Regions from separate parts of the Lactuca sativa genome. Here region 2 is linked to region 1. The links are chromatin contacts, called in public Hi-C maps. All regions are on one chromosome and are shown on one strand. Each heading gives the region's core, a stretch centred on a gene start, on an enhancer-like site or on the middle of the called end of the contact. The rest is flanking DNA. Distances are from core to core; before and after follow the strand shown.

Region 1 (2,614 bases), core at 53-2,552:
CCACAAGGCATTATAACATGAAGAGAGATAACATCAGATAAAAATGAAGCACATGCCAAAGAAGTACCTTGCATATATTGGGATTGGCAAATACAGGGCAAAGAATTCCCATAGAATCATGAACAGCAATGGTGTCCACCAAATAATCTTCCTCTCTTGTAGAAATCTATAATTGAGAACATAAACACAAAGCATTAGAACATGAATGTTGAATACTATTACTTCTTGAAGAAGAATTATATGTCCCACCTGAATAAGGGCTGTAAACCCTAAGAACGACCTTAAGCTGTGTTGTTCAGTATCCACAGCAAACACTTTTTCTTTACTTAAAACCTGTGCAAGCTCTTTCAACTTTGATTCATTATCAATCCAAACATATGTATCACTCATGTCCATATCCATAGTTCCATTGCAAAATTCAAATTCTAGCTCAGGTTTCTCCAACAGAGCCTTGATCTCTGACTCATACGGATGCAAATCCGGAGAGCTGTCATCTGTTTATCAAAAGTCGACATTCAATAGACACATCATCAATACATTGCCATAACAAATTACACATGCCAAAACGAGTAACCATTAAAACCAGTCGTTACAAATAACGAACTGAGGTAGATCGTTGCAACACTTACAAGAGGAAAATCTCAATGTATCAAGAGATACAATCAAAATTAGATTTTTATAAAACACCTAGAAACTCCAGCTAGGGTTTATAGCTTATATCAATACTCCAATTCCAAAAACAAAATTAATTTAACAATACATTACCGTCGAGCTTCAGGTGCTTGAAAGGAGAGTACGAATTATTGGCCAAAACACGCTTAAAATTGTGTTGAGGTTTTGCTTCTGATTTCAAGTAACAAGAGCCTATGTTCTGTTTTCGTTTTCGCTGTTTCCGAAATTTGTTCGCCAGTAGGATTGAAACCACGGCAAGACATGATATCGTAACTGCAATTTTGATCTTATCCTTGTTCTCCATTTTTAATCCCTGCTAGTTACGAAGAGCTTCAAAGGTTGACGATAATGGCGGCCTGTTGGTAAGAAAAAATGGAAGAACATTCAGAGGTTTAACGGTGGTTCAATACTTCAATATCGGCTCCACCGAACGGGTTAACGGGCTAACATTTTGGATCTATCAAATTATTTCCGACCCAGTTGAAAACCGGTCCGGCCCACATAAAAACATTGGGCTACAATCATGGCCCATATCAAACCTAAAATCCGGGCTATACGAGCAAAATAATGAATTTTCAACTATGTACTATGGCTATTAGATAAGAATATTTTTGCAATAATCACACATGAAAGTGTTATATGTTTTGTAAAGATGTCATTAAACTTTACGATACATAATATTTGTGTAAGCCTACGTTCAATGACATTCGACAATTGTATGTGGCATATGAAAACATAGATGGTATAATATAGAGGCAAATGATACGCTAATAAAGATTTGGGTCTTTACTATATAGGAGACTATATTAATGGTATAATATGGGGGTGCATATGATAAATTGACAACGATACAACGACGTCGTACAAAACATATGGTCGGGTATGGCACGTTAGTTGGTAAACGTTAAATCAATTAATTGTCCTTCCATATGTCACTAAACGTATACAACCGAAATACTAGAAGGCCGATAATGGTAACAAAAGTTGGCCCATAACTTTGGCATTATCAGTTGTGGTCATGACGTTATATTAGAATAATATTTCATTTTTACCTTTTTCATCTTAGTGCATAATCTCAAGAGTATAAGCTTAACAAAAACATAATTACAAATCGGTCAAATCAACTAATTTATTCATTGATCAATATTAAGTAATTTTCCGTCTATGATTACCCATTTTTCTGATATTTTTTTGGACGATCACTTTTGGAATTGATTATATTGAGAATTAAAGAATACAAAAATAAATAGTTAGTTCAAAGAAAGAGATATTTTTGGTCAAAACTAATCGGTATTGGAAATTAGTAGTTGGTAGTGAATAACTTTTAGTTGAAAGTGTAACTTTTAATTGTTTGATAAAAATAGTTTGAAACTTTTAAAATATGTTAAATTACATAAAAACCAATTGTATAAAAAAAAATATATCAATATATTTTAAGAACAATTTTGGAAATCGACTAAAAAGCTTAATAATATTTTCTTAAAGAATAGATGAAGTAACTTTTATATTTTAAATTTTTGTTTAAATTAAAAGTTTAACACTCGTACTTTCAAACGAAACTTTTTTTTTAATCGAGTTTTGTTTTTCTTTTTTTTTTTCTTTTTTCTTTTAGATCTAAAAATTAGAAGCTTTCAAATGCTCATTGCCAAAAACACCAATATGATTTATGTTTACCCTTTATAATCAATATTAATTGCAACAGTTTTTTTTTTTTTTTGTCTAATCTTCAAAACGTGATTATTTTCGTCCAAAAAAGAAGAAATTTTATTAAGAAATTCGTAATTTTTCATATGTTGGACTTGTCCTAAATTGCTGGAATTTCCTCGCTTTATGCGCAGATCAAGTTCGGCACAATATAAAATATATGTTTTGTATTTGTATTTAAAACTAAATATTTATAAAAATATTAAAAACAATTAGGATAAAAGAGTGTTTTGGGTCG
Region 2 (2,614 bases), core at 70-2,569, 140 kb after region 1:
CAATTCATATGTGATTCACTTGTGATTTACATGTGAATCACATATGGATTATGTCCATATACACAAATGCATTTTTGTGTGAGTGTACTTCGTTAATTATTTTCTCTTTAAATTTTCTTGTGAATTTCACACTTGAATATTAAAAGATACAACTACATGTGAAATATCATATTATATAATCATATGTGAATCTTAAATGATATATACATATGCATTTTTATGAGTATTCTTGCATTAATTATTTTTTGAATTTTCTTATAGATTTGAAAGAATTTGTGGAAAATATTGAAGAGTTGAAAAATGATAATTTGAAGAAATATGCAATCTTGATACGAAGAAATGAAAACAATGAAATCAAATAGTGTTTTTTATTTTTTATATTTTATTTTGTATCAAATAAAATACTTGTACTATTTGTTTTTATAGATTAGTAAATAATTTTTTCTAATGATTTACTTACGGATATTATAGTATAAGAAATATGCATATATGCACTTGAAATATTGATTTTTTTAAATTATAGTTTTTTTTTATATATTATAGTTTTCTTAAAAAATTTTCTTTGTTTTTTAAAAAAATACCATTTTTAAAAAAACTCATGTTTTTTAAAATTTTTAAAACCTATGCATTTTTTTAAAAAAAATCAAAAATTATTATTTAAAAAGAAGTTCCAAAAATTTGATTTATTATGTTATATTTTTACACATTTTTATTAATATTTTCAATAATACAAAAAATTAAACATTAAATGAGATTGCTAAGATAACGAACAAGGCTTTAATGAGTTAATTTTGATTTAATGTTTCATCCTTAGTTTTCAGGTTCTCAGAAAACTATGAGTTCTTATCGAATCTCACATCTCCCCCTCTCTCTCTCTCTCTCTCTCTCTCTCTATATATATATATATATATATATATATATATATATATATATATATATATATATATATATATATATATATATATATATATATATATATATATATATATATATATATATATATATTTGTTTGTTTGTTATAACTGAGGTTTACGATTTTACTTCTCTACTAGTTATTAATAACTTATGACCCAAATCATTATGTTTTTTATAAACATGTCGGAAATTGTACTTTGAAGTATAAATAGTTTACTCACTTTTTTAGTTACAATCCCTAGTTTCATATCGATTGGACGTGTTATCAACCAAGTTTAAATCTAATGGATGAAAACTGAAATTTACATATAAATAGGTTGAAACCGACCTTTCTATAAATAAAGGACCATTTAGTAATTTTAGAATAGTACAGGGTTGAGTAGTTCGTGGGTCTTTCTCTCACTTCTGTTGGACGTCCCTTCCCTGCAAAGAGAAGAGAGAGGGAGAAAGAGGCGAGAGAGTATGGTATATATGGAAGGGGAGAGAGAGAGAGAGAGAGAGAGAGCGCAAAAAACAAGCGGGATAAAGAAAGGTCCCAACTAGAATAAGTACAGCCTACCTCTTTATATATTCTGAAAGCATCTCTCTATCTTTCCCTCTGTTCTTCAGAGCTAAAAATTTCAAATTGTTTGTGTTATTCTCATTGGAATTTGAACTGGGAATTTGTCTGCTTCTTCTGGGTGCTTCAGAAATGGTTTTCGTTGAATAAGCCGTGTTCATTGGGGGAGAGGTTAGTTCTACAATGAAAGAAAAATTTATTATGAAAAGCAGAGGAGATCAGCAAGCTTCAAGAAGCCTTGTATCCCCAAAATGGACATTTTTATTATGTATCGGCAGTTTCTGTGTTGGATTACTCTTCACCAATAGGTACATACATGATCCTGGTTATCTATTAAAAAAACTTTTGATTCTCTCTTTGTTGGGTGTAGAATTTACGCTGTTCTTGATACGACAACAAGCTTTGATTTTGAAAATTTTCTTTATGTTTAAAGATGCACACCAACTGTTTGATTTTTTTCCTCTTAGAACAAATACAACGAAACTGTTCACCATAGTACTGGTGTTACATGGTGTCTTTCCGTTTTTAGTTATTTTCTCAATATTCTTCACCTTACAGATCTAATTTATGGTGTCTTGTACTCTATCTTTATTCTTCAATTTCGTTCTACTTCATTGATTTCTTCAACTCGATCATGTTCTCAATTCTCAAACAAATTAAATCCCAGTGGACCAAGGCAAAAATTAAACAATCCCTTTTTTGGAAATATAGAAATAAATTCGTTGTATTTTACAATGATGTTGGATTTATAAATTATCAAGAAATTGGTTACAGAATGTGGACAGTGTCTGACTCTAAACTTATTACAAGACCAACTGCTTTAGAATCCGAAGGCCTCAAATTGGTTCAAGAAGGTTGTGATCTACGAAAGGTATGTATTTTGACTATTTGACTAAATTCAAGAAATCTTGAAATTAATTAATATATATTTATTTTTTCCAAATTAATTGTTTTGGGTTTGTTTAGTTACAAATGAAGAACGTAAAGCGCGATTCCAAACAGATATTTGGGGAGGTATCAAAGACGCATCAAGCCATACAGTAAGTTGATTGATAATTGATATTGTCACAACTTTTATTATTTTTTTATGGATATGAAATAAGTGTGATTTTTTTTAATGTCGGTTTCTTTTTTTATTTA

What was found. A called contact is a pair of places that touch in the nucleus more often than the background predicts.
Region 2: a contact with region 1 is called in a Hi-C map of leaf, with 8 times the contacts expected there. The contact joins the promoter of LOC111919091 here to the promoter of LOC111919089 in region 1. A contact is called at or near these places in 4 of 4 Hi-C or Micro-C datasets (bud, leaf and seed).

The regions. Positions count from the first base shown.
Region 1 is chr7:167,071,043-167,073,656 of Lsat_Salinas_v11, forward strand. LOC111919089 (protein RRP6-like 3) reads right to left here and starts at 1,303. Exons shown (of 11, transcript XM_023914703.3): 1 at 766-1,303; 2 at 250-494; 3 at 68-166. The coding sequence starts at 976.
Region 2 is chr7:167,214,582-167,217,195 of Lsat_Salinas_v11, forward strand. It overlaps LOC111919091 (probable beta-1,3-galactosyltransferase 2), which reads left to right and starts at 1,320. Exons shown (of 11, transcript XM_023914705.3): 1 at 1,320-1,782; 2 at 2,285-2,345; 3 at 2,441-2,514. The coding sequence starts at 1,658.